Regions from separate parts of the Canis lupus genome. Here region 2 is linked to region 1. The links are chromatin contacts, called in public Hi-C maps. All regions are on one chromosome and are shown on one strand. The core of a region is the stretch at or near the end of the contact, and the rest is flanking DNA. Distances in the headings are between cores, read along the strand shown. Region 1 holds the start of MTAP (S-methyl-5'-thioadenosine phosphorylase). Region 2 overlaps LOC102153066 (a long non-coding RNA gene).

Region 1 (2,946 bases), core at 281-2,780:
TGTTTCTAATTTTGCCACCGTATTCTATCATTCTCTTTTCTATTGTTCGGCTTCTTATATCCTTCTTTGAATTTGCTTTGCCACTCTGCTGGTTCCTTTATTGATAAGCTAAGTGCGTCTCTGAACCGGCTGACTATATATTTATTTGAATGTTATGTTTTCAACTTTCTGAAAATTTACTTTGACTCATTCTTCTAAAATGGATTTTGATTAAGAGAACCCTGTAGTGGCTGTTATGAGTTCAAATCACCTATAGTTTGCCAGTCCCATGCTCCTAAGTACTTGTATGCCTTTTTCTCATAATGCATAATGATGAAAACTGCAGGAATCTCCTTGGGAGGTGAACGAATTGGTCTTAAACTACATGTCACACACACACACACACACTGCCTCACAATCAGCTGGTGGATAGGTGCCTGGTTTCTTACAAGAGGTTAGAAAATTGCTTAAATTTTATCTAGAAATGCTAATTGTCTCCCATTAATGGCTTGTGAATTAAATCACTCAAAAAACTTGACCAGATTTGGGACAATTTTCCCTTCACAGATATCACATGGTCAAAAGCAAATGATTGAGCCCAGACCTACAAGTTACAGTAGAAAAGTCCAGAAGTCCAGTGTAACCCCTTCCAAGTTTCCACCTCCTTCTCTGAGGGTCTTCTAAGGCTTATGGTATCTGACCTGTTTACAGGGTCTAACTTAGGCAGAGACACAGTACTGAGTAGACACTGGACTTGCTGATCACATCAAAGCACCTAAATTGGTCAAGATCCCCTAATTACATAGCAGTGATAAACCCCAGGGTATGCGGGTCCCTGCCATGGTTCCCTTCTGATCAGAGGGCTTCCTGGTCTCCAATAGAGCAATCAGCAGACAGACTCCTAGAAAACCACATTTGGGGGACTCTCCGGCTTCTGCCCTTTCAAAGGAACACTCCAATCTATTCATTACCCATTTCATTGTGTAACTTAAGAGACAGAAAAAAACTTGCATCGTAAAAAAAAAAAGTCAGACTTAGAGCGAGCAATAAATAAATTAATAAATAGAAGAGAGTGGAAGTCCATACTATTTCAGTGAACAGGTTAGATGGGCGGCACCCCCACAGTGATACTGTAGATGAAACTGTACTTGTGTCTCGTCTCAGTGTTTTGCTGCTGTAGGGGAAGAAGGCAGTGTACTCTTCCACAGCCGTCCTTCTCCACCCCCGGGGTCATGTGCAGAGTTTTTGTGTCTCAGAACATTGCTGCCACCCAGCATTTACTCTAGGAGAGCTTAATCCATCAAGGGAGGTAAAGTGGATTATCCTAGCGGGGAAGGGATGGAGACTTTGAGAGTGAGGGACCGTCGCAGTGGAGGGCCGGTGCTATGCGCTGGGGAAGAGGGGGACACGGGAACGACGATGAACCCGTGAGTCTGGATTCTGAGTCTAGGTGTACTGGACATTGGCCGAGCTGGGAGAGGTTAGGGATGGCCTTGGCCGCGTCAAGCCAAAGCGCGGGGGGGGGGGGGGGGTGTGGCAGTGTCTCCGCCTCCCCTGAAATTGAAGATGAGCAGGCTACAGTCTGCGCATCAGGTTATCCAGGAGCACGTTAGTCTGTTTATTTCCTTCTTGTCATCCCCGAGTCCGGGGTCAGCGCCGTCGGTGCTCTGCCTCCCAGGACTTCGGGGTCCAGGTGGTGGGAAGAGCAAGGTGAGCCGCGTCAGCAGCTGGAGGGAGGTCGCGGAGCAGCCCCCCCCCAGGAGGAGGGGGAGGAGGGGGAGGAGGAGGAGGAGGAGGGGGGGGAGGAGCGGGTGGAGGGGGAGCTCCCTCCCGCGAGGACTTGTGGAAGGCGCCCCCGCCCGACCTCCCCGCGGAGGCCGAGCGCGCCGGGCCTGCTCGCGGAGCGGGGGGGGGGGGGGGGGGGGGGTGTGTGTGTCTTGCAGAAGTTACCGGAGCCGGTTGAAGTGCAGCGCCGAGTGGGGGGGCAGGGCAAGGGCTCACCGCCGGGACCCCGCTGCTCAGAACCCGCGTGGGGAGAGAAAGCACCGCGAACCGGAAAGGTCTGCAGAAGGGGCGGGACGCGGGAACCTCGAATTGAGGAAGGGGGCGGCGGGGGCGAGCCCGCACTAGCAGCCAATCCAGCTGTCCTGGGGAGGAAGAGGAGGAGCCAGGGCCGCCCCCGGGACTCCGCGCCGCGAGTCCGGAGCTGCCGCTGCCGCTGCCGCTGCCGCTGCCGCTGCCGCTCCGCCCGCTCGGCCGCCGGCCTCCGCCTCGCCTCCGCCGCCGCCGCGCCGCGCCGCGCAGCCATGGCCTCGGGGGCCGCCCCCACGGCCGTGAAGGTGAGAGGCGCCGTCCCGGGCCGCAGCCGCCCGGCCCCGTGCGCTCGCTCCCGCCCGGGGGACCGCGCCCCGGGGCCACGCGCCTGGCCTGACGCCGCTGAGACCCGGCCCGGCCGGGGTCGCTCGCCGGGGCGGGGCGGGGCGGGGCGGGGCAGGGGGAGAGAGAACGCTCGCGAGGGTAGGCCCCCGCCTGCGCGCCCCGGTGGGCTCCGCGGCAGCCGCGCGGCGCAGGGAGCGGGCAGCCCTTTGGGGGGCGCAGTGCGCGGGGGCCGCGGGGGGCGCCGGCTGGGGGGGGGGGGGCCGGGGCTCCTGGCGCCTGCCCGCCCGCCGGACTCCGGCTTCCGCCCCGCCTCGGCTCGCGGAGCCCACGTGAACTGGGTGCTGGCCCTTTGGCGAGCTTCCGGCTTTTTTTCTTCTTCTTCTTCCAAACGCGGGGCTTTGCCGTCCTGAAGTGTTCCCTGCGGCAGCGCTTGGGGAAGTGCCGGGACTTCTGGACTCCCCGGCCTGGAGCCCGGGGCCGCGCCCTGCCTCGAGGCCTCTGGGTTTGTTGCAGCCCTGAAAGCTAGAGACCAGTTTCCTGGGGCCTCACACCTGGCGGGTCCCGGCCGGGAGGTGGGCGCGAGGGCTG
Region 2 (2,911 bases), core at 386-2,885, 140 kb after region 1:
AGCATTCTATCATTTCTCACTGCCAATAACATCAGCTTTGCTTGCTGTGACTTTTCTCGTCACTCCTGTGGTTTTATACCACTCCCTCTCTCTCATTAAGTAACCTTGTCAAGACAGAAATTCCCATGAAAACAGAAAACAAATATAGCAGAGACGTTGATGGTATAGGAGATAAAACAGATACAGAAGGAGTGTTGCCAAGGGGTATCCTTCAACGCAAGAAAGAAGGGCTATATTTGGAGGGAAGGAAATGGGGGAAAATTAAAGGCAGTCTGTGCTGAAATGGTGAGGAGAGCAGTTATTACCTGAGCCTCTTCGATGGGTGTGACCCTGAAGACTTGTCCATATGGTGGACAAAAGCATAAGGCACTGTGGAAGTTGTCTAGCTGTTGGGATCCTATTGTAAACCTCTTTTTTTTTTTAATTTATGATAGTCACAGAGAGAGAGAGAGAGAGAGGGGCAGAGACACAGGCAGAGGGAGAAGCAGGCTCCATGCACCGGGAGCCCGACGTGGGATTCAATCCCGGGTCTCCAGGATCGCGCCCTGGGCCAAAGGCAGGCGCTAAACTGCTGTGCCACCCAGGGATCCCCTCTTTTTTTTTTTTTTTAAGTGAAGAAAACTCTGATCAACCTCTAGTTTGTTCATGGAGAGGACTTTGCCCAGATGTACCCAGAAAGTTTGAGAATACCACACGAGCATAACCCTGAGACAATTTTTCTTTGCCAGGAAAATTTGCTTAAAAAGGAACACTAGAATCTTTAATTCTACTGCATGGACATGTGATAATAATGTGCATGGTGACCTTCTATTGTAAATTTGAAAGACTTAACCTTTCTGCATCTATTGCTGAGGGACAAAGGAGAACATTTTCTTAGGGCTTTGAACTACTTCATTTGAAATCTGACTGAGAAAAGAGAGCATCAAGGACTGTATCTTACTTATTTTGTAACTTTCTCTGCATCTAGCAATTTTTTGAGGATTAATAAAGGGTGCTGCTTTTTAAAATTCCAGGTATTATTATTCAATAGATTTAAATTATTTTAAAGACATTTGAAAGAGTTTACATTAAAAAATTGAATCAGTTTAACTTATATTTCCCTCTAGTTGAAAATTCACAGACTCCTGGGGCGCTTGCGCGGCTCAATCTGTTAATTGTTGGACTCTTGGTTTCGGCTCAGGTCATGATCTCAGGGTGGTAAGATTGAGCCCCGAGTTGGGCTCTGTGCTCAGCAAGGAGTCTGTTAGAGATTCTCTCTCTCTCTCCCTCTGCCACTCCCCCCCTGCTCACATACACCCTCTCTCTAAAATAAATAAATCAAAACTTTTAAAAACAAACAAAAAAAGAGAACTTGCAGACTCCCAAGCAACTGTTTTCTCTCTGAAAAAAAAAATTCAAAAATCACCCAGAAGTAAGAGGGAGTGGCCCTGATCCCTGTGCTTTTATTTATGTGTGGTTAAAGTTCAAATTTCTCAACATACCATAATCTCAGTGTACTGGCCAAATTCCATGGTGGATAATTAGATCTAGTTTACCAGCGCAGACATGGATGTAGAGAGAGAGCAGTCACACTGTACTTCTGGGAATCTATTAGCCAAGTTGACTGTGTTTGACACATGAGTGGTGGGACTCACCTCACTTGCTGACTGGACTTGCCCAGCAGGTTCTACAGGTGAGATCACTGCTTGGCTGGCTTATTGCTGGACCTGGTAGGCAGAAGAGGCCATGAAATAAATGGCTTCACTTTGGATCTTGAAAATTCTCTCTTCCTTCTCTTGCCTTCTCCTGCCAACTCTCTATGGACTGAAGCATTCATTAATAAATTCATTCATTCAATAAATATTTCCTGAAAACCTATTATGTGTCAGGTATTGACCTGGGCTCTAGAAATATAATAGTGAACTACATATTTTCTACTTACAAGGACTTAATAATGAATAATTATAATACCCAGTGAAAAAATTTTCTATTGACAGATCTTAGTAATCCAAATCTTTATTATTTCTGTCTTCAAAAAGTAGGAAGTACGCAAATGCTCTTTGGAGAGGTGTGGCATAGAAATGTATTTATAGATTTCAACATAAAACTAATGAATGAATGAAGACCGGTTCATCTGTCATTGTGAGTTCAGTTAATCCTGCCCTCCCTGCTGTACCCTGACTCCACCTTGTCCAGTGCCCTCCCCATCATTACATGTACACATGTATACACACAAATACAGTTTCAATTGTCTTCAAATCTATGCAGCATTCAGTTGTCGAGCACATATTAATATACTCACCTAGATGGAGACTGAATTTACCCTCAAGGAACTTATAATTTAGAAGGTAAGACATTTGCCTCTTTCAAAATGTGACACTACTTCCCATGGCTTAGATTGTGAAAACAGCTGTTGGTGCTTTAGTTAATTGATTCCCAAGCTTCAGTTCATGTACCACCTTCATAATTTTTTTAGATTTTATTTTGTTTTTAAGATTTTATTTATTTATTAGAGAGAGAGAGAGAACGAGAGAGAACATGAATGAGAGAGGTGATGGAGAAGCAGGCTCCCCACGATCAGGGAGCTGGATGAGGGGCTCAAGCCCAGGACCCTGGCGTCATAACCTGAGCTGAAGGCAGATGCTTAATCAGCTAAGCCACCCAGGTGCCTTCCATCTTCATAATTTTTGCTATAGTCACATACCACCTGGGCCATTATGCCTCTGTAAATATACTGCTATTTTAACTTAAATTTATTTAATAATATCTTAAATCACTAGGTTGATGTGCTAGCTCTAAAATTTTCGGATATACTTTAATATAAATATGTGACTACTAAATTAAATATGTGTTACATATATATTTAATATATAAATAAAACAAATTAATTATATAAAATAATAAATGATATGTGATATAAATAGAAAATAAA

The links. Hi-C and Micro-C count contacts between places; a contact is called where the count stands out from the background.
Region 2: a contact with region 1 is called in a Hi-C map of skin fibroblasts, with 3 times the contacts expected there. The contact joins the enhancer-like site here to the promoter of MTAP in region 1. A contact is called at or near these places in 7 of 9 Hi-C or Micro-C datasets (amygdala, blood, liver and 1 more).

What each region holds. Positions count from the first base shown.
Region 1 is chr11:41,260,571-41,263,516 of UU_Cfam_GSD_1.0, forward strand. MTAP (S-methyl-5'-thioadenosine phosphorylase) reads left to right here and starts at 1,531. Exons shown (of 8, transcript XM_038552528.1): 1 at 1,531-1,689. The coding sequence starts at 1,546.
Region 2 is chr11:41,401,391-41,404,301 of UU_Cfam_GSD_1.0, forward strand. All of the region lies in intron 4 of LOC102153066 (a long non-coding RNA gene), which reads left to right. Among named protein-coding and RNA genes, the nearest start is that of CDKN2B, 25 kb to the left of the region's middle. Within about 2 kb of position 1,636, at least 2 of the 20 cell types and tissues checked have an H3K27ac peak or open chromatin away from gene starts, as enhancers often do.